2 separate regions of the Oryctolagus cuniculus genome follow, and region 1 is linked to region 2. Evidence: chromatin contacts called from public Micro-C data. All regions are on one chromosome and are shown on one strand. The core of a region is the stretch at or near the end of the contact, and the rest is flanking DNA. Distances in the headings are between cores, read along the strand shown.

Evidence for each region. A called contact is a pair of places that touch in the nucleus more often than the background predicts.
Region 1: a contact with region 2 is called in a Micro-C map of ear pinna, with 1.7 times the contacts expected there. The contact joins two enhancer-like sites. A contact is called at or near these places in 4 of 6 Hi-C or Micro-C datasets (ear pinna, psoas muscle, skin fibroblasts and 1 more).

The regions. Positions count from the first base shown.
Region 1 is chr10:23,065,909-23,073,317 of mOryCun1.1, reverse strand. The region is part of intron 14 of TCF4 (transcription factor 4); the gene reads right to left. Among named protein-coding and RNA genes, the nearest start is that of CCDC68, 270 kb to the left of the region's middle. Within about 2 kb of position 4,002, at least 3 of the 8 cell types and tissues checked have an H3K27ac peak or open chromatin away from gene starts, as enhancers often do. A contact at or near this core is called in ear pinna, where this site is marked.
Region 2 is chr10:23,008,328-23,015,386 of mOryCun1.1, reverse strand. All of the region lies in intron 7 of TCF4 (transcription factor 4), which reads right to left. Among named protein-coding and RNA genes, the nearest start is that of TCF4, 310 kb to the right of the region's middle. Within about 2 kb of position 5,671, at least 1 of the 8 cell types and tissues checked has an H3K27ac peak or open chromatin away from gene starts, as enhancers often do. A contact at or near this core is called in ear pinna, where this site is marked.

The DNA.
Region 1 (7,409 bases), core at 2,753-5,252, 60 kb before region 2:
GTTTTTTTGCTTGGGCTTTGACTTGATTTTTACTATGTTTATTGGGAGAAGACTTCCTGTCTTAAAGACACACAATTTCCTTTTTTTCCCCCCAGTGTTTACAGTTTCACTTATGCTTTGTCTGAATTTTAAGGTAATTCCTTATTGTGCAATCCTTGGAGATTTATTTAATGCTTATTCTCCAGAAAATAAAATAATTTTCAAGAGGATTTAAACACCATCTAAATGATCCTGACCTTGACAGCCCTTATCTGTCATGTGACCCTGTGTGCCGGAACTTCCCTGAACTGTCCACCAAAATGGTTAAAATGAATGATTTTGTGATCTAGTTAGCGATGCAAATGGCTGCAAGCTAAATTCAGTTCATCTTTCGTTTTCTAACTCATAAATTCCATCTATTAGAGCTGTTTCATTTCTCCCTTCTGCATCTCCACTCCCCCACCCCCCATTCTCTGCACCACTTTCCTACAGTGGAAACCATAAGCAGATGCAGTGCACCCAGTGGGCACAGAAGTAGGAGGAGGCCGAATGAGCCCATTCCATCCCTTCCCTGCTCCAAGTAGCAGACTGTACGGAACTCAATCCCGTCACCCCCATGAACCAAGCCCCTCTAGGATAAACTGTGGGGGTACTTCCAAGCAGCTGCTTTTGTTCAGAGCCAAGCAAAAGACAATGGGACACGTGAGGTGGAATTGTGGATCCCTGAGTCATGCTACTGAGTGGGCACACACACTCACAAAGTCACATCCCAGATGATTCTGCACTGGAGATTTACCATGACCAACTGGCCTTTATTTTCCAGAAGTTTTTCTTATTATTTGAATAGCTCGTGGACGTTATAATGTACTTGGAAAGGGACTGTAGGTGTAAAGACATTTGCCTAAACTCTTCCCCATCTCCTTCTAAATCCTCACCCTTTGTTTTTTTTTTTTTTTTTTTTTTTTTTTTTTTTTTTTTTATCTTGAATGCAATACTCTCTCCCCAGCCCCTGGTCCCTCACAGACTAAGTTTCCAGCCTGTTCATTAAATTCCCTATTGTTCAATGAATCCAAGACTTCTGCCTTGTGCTGCTGTGTCCTTCACTTAGATACCCTGGGGCCATCCCCCAGGCCCCTCCTATTCTTAACCGCCTGGACTCTCAGGTATCTACTCATGGCCCCTATTCTGCTGGGTTCACACTCATATCAGTAGAGCTTGAGCCAAGCCCTTCCTGCCCCATCTTCTCATGGCTCCCTGACTGCTTCTCTCTTACTAATCCCACAGATCCCCTTGCTGTGCCTTTCCAGACTAAGTGGCTCTCCAGAGCTCTACTTTCTTACCACCTTGCTTTGCCCAGATGGGGCTCTTCCTGACTATTCTTTGAGACATCACCCTCAAAACACATTCAAGAGCATCACTTAGTCGTGCAGGGCATAAATCTTAATGATCGTGGTTCTGCTGCCATTCCTAAAAGCCTACATGTGAGCAGTGAGCATCCCAAGGGCAGGGACTGGCTGTGGGTCACAGGCTAGTACAGTGATACCGAAGTGAGCAACCAGATGCTTCCTAAATAGCAAAGAATGGCACATATCACATGACATGCATCTGTGAGATGACATCTGAAATCTAAAATGTGATATTGTCAAACACACCTTGGGTGTGTTTCCATCCAATAATAAACATTTCATTTAATTCAACAAATGCTGCTTGAGTGTCTCAATATACAAGGCACTATTTAGGCATTTTCAAGGAAAAACTAAAGAAGAGAGACACCTAATATTCTACAGGTACTTACATTTAATGATGGGATGATATAATTTCTACAGAGGATAAAATAAGATGAATGCCACAAAGAATACAAGGTTATGTAGGGTATGAAAGGGTGATGAAATTATATTTGATTGGGAAGCCAAAGACTGCTACAGGAAGAAGGTGGCATTTTTACATAAAGAAGCAGAGAGACTTTTCATTTGCAACATCTGGAGCCAGGCTGGGCCAACATCAGGATGCAAGCCCTCAATCCAGGCTTCACATGTGGGTCACAGGGACAAGTACTTGGGCCATGACTTGCTGCCTCCCAGGGTGCAAATTAACAGGAAGCTAGATTGGAAGCAGAGCTAGAAGTTGAACCTAGACACTCGGGTATGGGATATGAATATTCCAAGCAGCATCCCGACCACTTCACCAAATATGCACTCCTAGATGCATATTTTAAAAATTGACATATAACACTAATAAACATCTCAATTGCAAATGAAAATTTGTTTTTCCATCAATAAGTAGCATTCTTTAAGTAACTGTGTGTGTATGAAGACACAAGCAGCTAAGGACTATGTACTAACATGTGTTTCCATGTTGTCAGAATACATATTTCTGACCAAATGTAGATTTTGGAAAAGCCCTTTATAAATCTCAATGGCTTTCCTACAAAGTGAACAACACAGGGCGCTGTGGACACAAATGGTACCTCACTGTATGTGTGCATTACTGGCCCCAATGATTCACTCTTATTTAACTGCAGTGAAGTCTTTCATCTCCCTGCTATACAATAATAGCTTCCATATGACCAGTGGCTCTGCTATAAATAAGATCAAAAGCAAAAGAAAGGATTTAATAAAAGAAAATGACATTAAGAGTATCATTAAATCAGGGGGAAAACCCCCAATATCCAACTTTTCTTTTGGGGGGGATACGGAAAGGTGCAATAAAATATTATAGAGTAGGAAGCAGCTCCTGCATCTCCTGCAGACATTCACAGCAATAGGCACAGACCAAGCCCATGTGAGTAAGCCTCAGAGTGGCAGAGACCAAGCAGGATGGAGGAGTAGGGGCAGAACGTCCCCCCAAGGCTCAGGCTGAAGGACAGGTAACACACCGAACAGCAAGGTCCACCTTGGGAAGAACAGAGTGGAGTGTGTCAATGGCAAGCATCCATCCCTTTCTTCGCTCCCCTCTGTTTTACTTAATGGAGATAGACTTTTGGGTAATCCAGGGTTTCTCAGAGAATCATAACATTGCTCAACTCTAGGACATGAGTTCTGAGAAAGGAAGTTTTTTTTGGCAGTGCACAGTTACTTGATATGAAGAGCCAACTTCCCAAACAAATTTTCTTCTGGTTCTTAAAAAAAAAATTGCAATGTTAATCTCGATTCCCGACTGGATAAACAGCTGCTAATAACCTCCAGCTCCCGGGGGAGGAGGCTAACCTCCTTTCATCTTCAGACGAGTGGATACCTGACGTGCACTGCACTTTAGTGCTTCCACATGTTTCTTGCACTGCTTTTCTCAGAACTGCTTGGGGACCGGTCTTGCCAAGTCACAGTTCTTTTCTCCCTTTTCCTTAGACTGCATTGAAGAGCTCGGAAGACACGGTCAGCTGAGGCCCTATTTAGTTGAAAGGGTAGCTCTCGTTCTCTTCCTGTTGTTATGTCTAAAGAGGAAATGCAAGCAATTCTAATCTCCCAAGAAGACCAGTGCGTGGACCCTCAGCTGGAAGCTTTGTGAGGGGAATGACCATTTTGCTTTGTTTTGTATGTGGCTAAGCTCGCATTCAAGGGCTGACAATGATCAAAGATACCAATTTCTAACAGCATTGCTAATGCAATTACTTATATCGGTGTCTGTCCTAAATAAAGGTGCAAGCGTCAATACCTTTTTTTCTAAAAGGAAGTACCCTGTAGAAGACTACAGGGCTGATGGGCCCCTTGAGTCCTTTCTCACTTGTTCAAGAGCACCTGCTTTAACAGTGACCTCAGTTCTGCATCTCAAGATTCAGATATTTCACAAAACAGCTTTTTAAACAAAACCCAGCTGTTTCCCATCTAGACTACAGGGGGAAAATTTGGGCAGCTTACAGAAACATTACCCAGAGACTACCATTCTCCAATAACTTTCACACACTTTCAGTTCCAAACGAGACCCGTCCATGTGCAGAAGCTGGGGAGAAGGCAAATGCAAAATTAAAATGTGGAAATTCAATACTGTAGTTTTTGACAATATGTCCAATTAAGTGCTTTGAAACGAATGTGGCTATTGTATCAGGACAATGCTTCCCCCAAGATGTCACTTAACTAATACCGGCCAGATCTTTTGGTTAAACTCAACTTTGCAGTTCTGCAATGATTTATGGAGACAGAGGAAGCTATAATTACGTACAACTGTGAATGTCAACCAGTTAGATACAGAAAGCCCTCGTGCTACAGAAAATGTGATACTCTATCTTTCAACCCTCACTTCTGAGGCTGCCCCGCCTGAATCCTCTTTTTAGGACGAGTCCAGTTTACACTCGTGCTTTCTAAGCAATTAAGATATTTTTGATTTGAAGAATTTACAGCCACAATAAAAGTTAAAATAACACAACGGCCACAGAATCTGAAAAAAATACAAAATGGCCAAGGCCTAATCTTGGCTTTTAAACAGTGCCAAGTTGCTCCAGTATTTTCTGTTTTGGTATGAATGACATAACTGAATTACTTCATGAGCTGCTACTTTAATTCCTAAGGGTGGAAAATTCCATGAGTTAATTTAATTTGGACATAAAAAATACACACGAAGACTCGCTCTTCCTGTGGACTCTCATGTGCAATATCCGAGCCAATTGCTGGAACTGCGGTGCTGTGGAGGAGTGGCTTTCTCCCAGTGCAGCCTTAGCTGGGAGCTGCGACAGACAGACTCATCAGGCACATCTCTTACTTCTATTTGGGCACATTACAGCCTTTATTTTCATTTTTTTTTTAAATCATGTTTATTCTATGGCTCTGCAATGCCTTTTCTATGTATCTCTTACTGCTGAAATTCTACATAGACACTAATAGAAGGTCAATGATACAATGACACATTCTCTAAGAAGCTTTTCCTAGCTGTCTGAATCACTGGTTAGGTCACTGAGTAATTCTCTTGCATTATAATTAGACATATACTGTACTATTACCCGACCAGGATAAAAGGCCTATAAGATGAGAGACTTTTTCTTGCACATTTATGCATCTGTGATGGTCTCGGAAGTATAGCAGATGCAGAATGAGTGACTGAACACATGTGCATTTTCTAATACATACAATACTCTTCTCCCTCGAAAATCTACTATATTGAGAAAACAAATCTATTATACAGAGAAAACAAAGGGAATATTACATTTTTTAAATGCAAGGGTTATGCCTATTCCAAGCCATGAGAAGTTTATTATTGGGTCTTTGCATCCAATAAAAATTCAGTTAAAAAAATGATTACCAGGGTATTACAAATGTATCTGCTTATCCCTCCCTCAATGTAGGAAGAAAACAATACAGAAATATTATGTAGTTATTCTTGGAGGGGTCTGTTTCAAATATGTATTTTATGCATATATTTTATTTTTATTTTTTAAAGATTTATTTATTTATTTGAAAGGCAGAGTTACAGAGAGGCAGAGACGTCTTCCATCTGCTGGTTCACTCCCCAGATGACTGCAACGGCTGGAGCTGGGCTATCCAAAGCCGGGAGCCAGGAGCTTCTTCCAGGTCTCCCATGTGGATGGGGACCCAAGTACTCCAATCATCCTCTTCTGCTTTCCCAGGCTACACTAGAGAGCTGGATTAGCAGTGGAGCAGCTGGGACTCGAACCAGAGTCCATATGGGATGCTGGCACTGCAGGCAGCAGCTTTACCTGCTATGCCACAGTGCCAGCCCCTCTATGTATATATTTTAAAATTAGGAAAACAAGGTTTTTCTTATTCATTCATTTAAAGTTCATGGCTCCAGGATACTGAATACGTACTTTAGTGGGGAAAATGAGAAAACTGGCATACAGAGACTAAGGCTTGGGGGTAGACACCCAAGGCAGATTGACTGTTTCTCTGTCACATGGCCAGAATGTAGAGCCAATAGGTAGAGGGGGTGGGGAAGGAGATGGGGATACATCCAGCTGAGGCCCACTGATGTGAGATCTGGGTGTGCATGGTGTCCTAACCACTTAACTCAGGGGCTGTGCTGAGCGTCACTACTACCACTGTCTTCAAAACATTTTGATTTTTTCTTTAAAATAATGCTAAAGTATCAAATTGGCTAAAACAGTTTCCCTCTATTTTTTTCTTTAAGTTTTCTGTTTTTTTAAAAAAAGGTACAATATTAGTATGAATGAAAAACTTTGAGTTGAGGTTGCTAATGCTCTTATAAATATTTGATAGGGGCTGGCATTGCGACATAGCAGGTGAAGCTGCTGCCCTTGATGCCTGCATCCCATATGGGTGTTAGTTCGAATCCTAGCTGTTCCATGTTTGATCCAGCTCCCTGCTAATGACCTGGGAAAAGCAGCGGGAGTCAGCCCAAATTTTTGGGCCACGGCCACCCACCTGGGAGACCAAGAAGGAGCTCCTGGCTTCAGCCTGGTGCAGCTCTGGCTGCTACGGCCATCTGGGAAGTGAACGCTCACTCTCTTTCTCCCTGTCTCTCTCCTCTCTCTGTAACTCTTTCAAATAAATAAATAGATCTTTAAAAGAGAAAAATATCTGATAATTGAGGAGATTAGCAATTAGGATAATTGAAGAGATGGTGGACAAGAAATAGGCAACTATCCTAATTTAAAAAAAAAAAATCCCACCAATATAGTAGGCATTGTAATATGATGCTGAGGACTAAGATCTGGAGTGAAATTCTACCCTTCAGGCTATTTAAGAGTTCTGGAGTCCAGCACAGTGGCTTAGTAGGTAAAGCCGCTGCCTGCAGTGCTGACATCCCATACTGGTGCTGGCTAGATTCCTGGCTGCCCCACTTCCCACCCAGCTCCCTGCTAATGCACCTGGGAATGCCTAGTGCTTAGGCACCTGCACCAATGTGGGGGACCCGGAAGAAGCTCCTGGCTCCTGGCTTCGGTTCGGCCCAGCTTCAGCTGTTGTGGCCATTTGGGGTATGAAGCAGTGGAATGTCTGTGGTGCTGAGCATCATGGCTCAACATTTTCATTACTGGCTTTGATGTGGACATGACTGGCACCCAGCACATTCGTTAACAACACAGCTGACAGAGGATGTGACGGAATGGGGACCCAGTGTAGACCTTTAGACTAACAGATTGAAATCTGTACCATGAAGTTCAAGGGGGTTATGGGGAATTTCGCACAGGTACAATAAAAAGTGTACAAGGATAGCTGAGAGACTTGTGGTTTATAGATTTTAGCTGATTACAAGGTCAGTATGTCAGCAGAATGATGAGGCTTTAACAACAGCAAATAAGATTTTGTTGGGTGCCCTTAGTGAAGATATAATGTAATGAATGGAGGAAGTAGTATACCCACCCTTATTCACCCTGGAGATTTCTAGAGCACTGTGTTCAGTTTTAGGCTAAACACAATAAAGGTCCTTTGGAGTGGGGAAAACTTTGATAAATTATGCAGAATGTACCAAAAAGTCACAAGGCTCATCATGGAGAGTCAAAACATTTTCTAGGGTCAGTAATT
Region 2 (7,059 bases), core at 4,422-6,921:
TCTCTTCTTTTACTATTACACTCTTGCGCCATGAACTCCAGCCATCCTGAACCACCTTCAGTTCACTGGATATGCCATGCTCTCTCTTGCTTCCAGTTATGACCTCTGCATTTCGCCGGCTTGAATCCCAGGACCCCACCGCCCCAAAGGCCGAATGTGGGATGGTGCCCTTCATAGGTCTACTTTTGGCAGCCTGTACTTCTTGGCCAATGCATTAATGCCTACATTACAACTGTCTGTTGACTTGCCTTGTTCAGTTATAATCTATGAGTTGGCTCACAGTAGGCATTTATTAACTAATCGTTGAGTTAACTCACTATCTGGTCAAGCTTCTTGTCAGTGAAGGACTTAGGAATACATTAAAGTGTGTTTTAAAGCAATCAAAATAACTCCGCACTAAATAGCGAAGACGAAATCTACTGCCTCTTTGTAACTTCATACTGATAATCTCAGACAGTGCTAGTCCGAAGAGCAGACACCGGATTTCATCCAAGTGCATGTCGATGACTTACCGGCAGAGGAAGAAGCCTGAAGCTCTGGCTATTTTTGTTCCCTAAATTCCTTGTATTCTGCTCCTGCACTTAAAGCGAGACGCTGAGGAGCAAGATATCAAGCGGAGAGGATATGAAGGCTCTGAAGACTCTGCCATTGTCCCAGAATTTAGAATCCCTAATGTTAGCTCTCCTGAGTGCAATGTGGGAAGAGAAGGAAAGCTCCCACCGCTCACAAGCTGACAGAGCTCAGGAGTGAAGAGCAGAGGCTCCAAGGTCAGGGCCTGAGCTTGTCACACAAGGTCAGTCATACAAGTCTGTGCTGGGTCTTGGCTTCGATTTAGTAGGCAGCACTAACTTCGGGTCCAGTTTCTTAATAACGATGCTTTTTCTCTGTTATGTGCCAGACACACCAAAGAAGGCCATATCAGGATGACTGTTCCTAAGGTGAAATGATCTGTGCTATTTTTTAAAATAGTCTGATGTGAACCACCCGGGTGAGAAAATGCTAAGATTTGCATTTCCTTGAAATGTGATGCTATTTTTATGCTTCTAATTGAAAAAATTTAAACTGCAAGTAATTAAGTGGGGGGGTGGGGGCACACGAAGGTGGCTCGTTCTTAGGCACATGGTAAACTGATTTGCAGTGGAGCTGGGAGGCTAATATTAGGAATGGGTAAGCAGGGGGATGCTTTGTGTTTGTTCAACGTCTCATACTATTTTTCAAATGTCATGGGCTCAGCAAAACCCAAAACACATTTTCTCAGCACTTCTCTCTATTTTTCAACCCATATGTATTTCGAGAGACGTTTAATTCATATGTTTCTGATTTATTTACATGCAAGTCATCAGAATGTTGTTTTGTACAAACTATTTGATGTCCAGGAAGCCTGTTGAGCCTATCCTTTGAGGATTTTTTCCTCTTCCCTCAGGACCAGGAAGCCATGATTTGCAAATAGGAAAGAAAGAAAAGAAAAGACAACCAGCATGTCTAATATTTTTTCCTCTAAGGTTCAAATTCTGTTCAAAAGTGAGATTTCATAAAGTCTGAGTACAATCTTAGAGCTGGCAGACTGTGTACTTTCCTGATCCTCAATGACACTGCCCTTCTGGAAGTTAGCAATGTCTTCCTTGTGGACAGGAAAGTGGGTATTTGCCACAAATGGATACCAAGGAGTGATCTTCTGTGGACGTGATGCATCCCCTGCCAAGGCATCCGAGTCTAAGGCTGGGGGTCTGAGATCAAGACAAAGAAGTCCTTGGCACCTGTGCAGGAGAGAACTGCACAAAAAAGCAAAAGTCCCCACTCTGAGGAATCCTACAGGCATTCTTTTTTATCAATTTATAGAAAGAATTTTCTAATTCAAGGTGGTCTGCCTGATAGATGTTTACATACTTTAAAAATCCGTAATTTTATAAATATTTCTCCCTTAGTGTATAACTACAAACTAAAACAAACAAACAAAAAAAACACATGGAGGAGCTTTGAACCCTTTAGCATCATTGGTGGCTACACAAATTTTATCATTTTAAAAGGACACATGGAATGGAGTAATATCTAAGAAGACTGAATCAGATTTTAATAGCAATGGCTGGCTATTTTGTTTTTTCTTTTTCTTTTTTGTTCTTTTAAGAAAATGTCTATTTAAAAGGCTGCCTCCTCTGTAAGCTTTTCTAAATTTCAATCTGAAAACTGAATTAATGTCAGGCAAGAAGCCTCTAGCCAGTATCGAACACTATCTCTTGCCTCTGTAGTTTGTCTCTACAAACACAAACCCACATTTCCCACCAGACTCCCGGTCCTGGGAGGCGAGGCAGTTAAGGAATGCTGGTTAATTTCAGGGAGCACTGGAAAGATCTCTACCTATGCCCTCTTTGAAGGCTGAGATATCTCTCTCTTCCCTAAAATTCTTTTCCATTTTCCTGTTTCAAAACCTGAATAACGTTAGGGCTGAGAAGATTCAAAGTCTTCTCAAATCAAATATCTCTCCAGCACAGCTGCTGTTAAGTGACCCAATGTGTTCCAAGACAAGCTTACAACCCATACACCACGTGTTTTCTGCAATGAACCACTGATACTACACATTACAGGACTGCAAGATGTTAAAAAAAAAAAAATCACCAAATTGGGCTTCTGAATACATCACTCTTTGAAAGTAACTAATAGTGGCACAAGCCAGAAGAAGAAATGTCAAGTGTTAAGTTATCAAACTGAATTATGACTTTAAGTTAGATATGTTTGTGTGTGAAATATCAAATAATTAAGTAGTTACTCTTAAAACACTGGGCTGCAGCAAATCAGTCGTTAGTTGCTCTGCATTCAAACATATTTCAAAGGACAGCTTTTATTCACTTGTAGAAGAAATATAAAATGGCAAAATTTAATCATTATCGAGATTATTTAAAAAAATGATAATCATTTAGCAGACCAATGTGTACAATGTAAAGAGAAAGAAAAAAACAGTGTTAGACAAATGTCTTATGAAGCAGTTAGTAACCATTGTAAAAATATGGTGGGTTTTTTCCAGGGTCTATCACATAAGACATCTCCCTACAATTTAAGTCACCAATTAAAGGTTTCAGTTTTTACTACCTTTCTCTAAAGATCAGCTCCAATATGGAAATAAATGGGAACAAGTGTGTCAAGTATGATGGTTAGGTTTCAAAAGCCAGCCTTCAGAACTAATAATTCATCTTTTTTTTTTTTTCAAAACTTTTAGGGGGCGTGTTTTATTTTGTGAGGGAAGGGATCCCACCAAGTTTGCAGGCTTCCAATTTAAAAGCTGGAAGATGTGAATGGCAACATTAACTCACAAGACACCACACTATCTTTTCAAACTACAATGATTCCTGATTGTAATACCTTGAAACACAATAGCCAAAGTGAAAATGTCACCACCTCAGAAAAGAAGTCCCCCTTTTGTAGATCTGATTATGGAACCTGAATTTGAAAGCATCATAGAAAAATGATACTTGGATACAAACAAACAAGTCATGGGTCGCATGAAAGTTGTCTATAATGTTCTCTCCGCTTTGCTTCTGTCCCCCAAAACAGGACCTTCCCTTGGCACGCTCAGATGCCAACCTGGTGGGCCACAGTACTGAGGAGGCTTCCTGGGTAACCCCTACTGTTGCTAACTTAGTGAGAGAGCAGTCACTGTTTGTGGGAGATGGGCCTCCAACAAGTCCCTTCTGCACAGCAATGCTCATGGAGTCAGAGACGTCATCCCCGCGTTTCCATTTTAGTGCTTGCAATGTGTAGGAAGACAGAACCTCAAACAACTCCTCGACACAGTCCTCCTGCCCCTATGCAGCAATGCAGCACCCACTCAAATAAATCCCAAGAGTTCTAGTAAAGGCAACACACACACACACACACACACACACACACTCTACTCTCTATCACTGCTATTTTTCAGCATCATTTCAATGCTTAACAACCTGAACTAATAGCCATTTAGAAACATGTCCTGAGCTTCTGCAGGCTACACAGCCCCCAACCCCATTTGGTTTTCAGCTTTGGTACACTTCTGGTCATTGTGATGGACGGACCTGCTCTGGGATTTTAACAAAAGAGTGGACAATTTTTTTTTTTTTAATTGAAGGTCCCTGATGTGGGCCACATGTTCCTGGCGGGGATTTGGAAGTCCCGAGGAGGCAGGGGCAGGGAATGTGAAGTGGTAGGGAGCTGGAGAGGGGGAGACAGGGGGAAAGTGGGGAGGGGCTGGATGATGAAAAGACCAGTTCCACAAGCAAAGCACATTAGCAACCCAGAGTGGAAAGGGCCGGAAGGAAAACCCACCCACCTCACCCCTGCGTTCATTCTATCAACCTGCAATTGCTGCAATCAAAACCATATGTCGGTTCTTCCAGATCTTTCTCACAGGACAAACATGCAAAGGGCCTCAGGCCTGGCGTTGCCATCAAATGGTAATTGATACCATATGAGCCACAAAATAGAAACGCACATGCAAACAGCAACCTCTCTGGCTGCACCCCCACCTTCCAGCCCCCTTCTCTGCCCCTTGAGAGGGATGAAATTGCAGGTCTTGCCGGGCTGCTAAGTGCACTGTGCACCATGAAAAACAAGTGTATGCGGCTCCAGTAACCACCTGTAAATCAGAGCGAAAGGAGAGCCCACTAGCCAAGAGCTCGTCCCGGGGAACAGGCAAAGGCAAAAGGTCACTCTGGGTTAATACAAGGTCATCGATCATGGGGGAAAATGAGCGCAGGTGTGAAGCAGATCACAGGCCTGGAGCAGGGAACGACCCCCCTGGTCCCGCAGCACATCCGGCCTGGAGAAAGCTCTTTCCAGCTAAACCACATCTGTCTTCCTCTCTCCCTGCCAGGGAGATAGTGGGAAAGTGGAAACCAGTCCCCAATTATGAGGCAATTAGAAGAAAAGTGACCCCAATCCTTGCTGCCTCCTTTCCTGAGGCTCTTTTTGCATCACATTGTTCTTATAGAAGTGGGAAAAAAATCATGCAAAGCCGCAGAGCTGGAGGTCCCGACAAATGCTGGGGGCATGTAACACAGTAGGTAAAATCCGTCTCTTATTTCCACCGGCACTGACAGAACTACAAGTAGCATACGGCTCTCGCCTCTGCATGTATATATTTTCTTATTAACTCGATCGGGCAGAAATTTGCAGAGATTTGTTTGGATTTGGAAGTCACAACAGAATGTCAGTTTTACAAACCAAGGCTCATTCTGTGGTGAAATGTGCAGCTCTGGACCAAACCCTTCACCACACACAGCTATTTGTTCCAATTCCTCTAGCAGCCGCTTCTGAACAAACAACTGACTTATTCTAAACACACGCAATGGGTCTAATTTTTCTTCCTTCTGCCTATCCCATTATATGTGATATTTTAGTCTTATAGATCTTATGAAGTTTAAATATTTTCCAGATGGGACGAGGGTAGGGAGCGCAGAACCCTGTAAACACTAGAAGTTGTAAAAGGACCAACTCAATACTTAAAACAGAAGAGCATGGCGCTCCCATTCCTCCCTCTGCAAGTAGTCAGCCAGGCAGCTCCACCGTGGACTGCAGAAAGGGGGACAGACATCAGCTCTTGTTCTCCTCTCCCAAAACCCTCAAGGACAGGCTGATTCATCTTCATTTTAGGACGCATCTATTTATGTTTCTTCACAGTAACCCATTTCCCCCCCAAAAGATGATTGAAACCCCACTGACAACCCAATGCATTCAGCGGTAAGAAAGAAAACCATGGTGGTACCCTAACAACGCGTTCAACTGTCCCACACAGGGACAATCCAGAAGGCCTATTCACCCCACCCGTTCACCCTGGCCACAGCAGTGCTCTCCTCCTCCGACCTGAACCAGGTGGCATTTACAAGTACCCTCAGCCTCCCGGCAAGTCAGGCACATTCGTGATGACAGCACTGATCCAAGAGAAAAGGCAGTGGATAAAGGCAGGGAGGAAAGATCGCAGGGCAGCGAATGGAGAGGAAAGTTCTGGTGACTGGCAGGGGACGAGAGAAACAGGCAAAGCAGAGGGCAGCGCAGTGCCGCGCGAGGGCTGTCAAGCCAGGCAGGCTCGGGTTAACCCACTCTGGGGAGACTCTGACCTTACCTCTGCTTTCCCTTCGTGGTCCAGGCAACATAACCCTGTATCTGAGCATCTGCATTGTTTAAATTTCATCCTGTAGTGTTGTTTGCTGATTGGTCAGACATGGCTGACAGCATCAGAAGTGCAATCTGACAGACAAGGAGCAAGCAGGACCACAGCACAGAATTCATCGGGGGAGGGAGAGCAGCAACTGCATGCTGGATCCATGCAACTCAGACCGGCAGATGTGTGCCGCAAGGCCTGGGGCTGGCCTCAGGGTGGGAGGGCCCAGGATGAGGCTGGGGGAGGGCATGGAGACTGGGAGGTGGGACAGGCCCAGCCACCCAAATGACCAAGCGCCAGGCATCCCCCCGGATCCAGCAGCATCTGGTCCACGATTAGAAGCTTGCCTCTTGCCACTCCCAGCTCCTGTCACCTCCTGGGGCTGGGGGAGGCTTTTCTCCCTAACTGCCGTTTGCACAGAGTAGACGTGGTGGTCTTTCCGGTGTGGGATTATGTAGTTGTCCTTTACATATTTATTTTTCAAAATGTCTGGCATTTTTCCTGGAATTCCAATGCTACTAAAGAGAGCCCAGTTGATAAAAGCATCTCGTGCGGACTTGCGTTGTGGAGAGGAAAGGCTCCAATGTACTGCAATTCTTTAACTGTTTGGTAGCAGGAAGGCAAAGAAAGTAAAGGAAAAGACAAAAAAAGTTGAAGGGGTTTGGAAAGGACACGTGGAATTGAGGTAGAAATGGTGAAAAAGGCAGAGAAGAAAGAAGATGGCTTGAAAGTGGGGGCAGAGAGAGATGAACCATCTCTGCTGAGTTTCGGATCTGTCGTTACTCTGACCCAAGTGCCTATTTCTTTGCAGGCCAGCAGGAGCCACCTGAAACTCACTGAAAGCAACGGTGGCTGGCCATGGAATACCCTCTCATTAACCACCTCCAATCCTACTCCCAGGACGGACAGACACACACACACACAAACACACA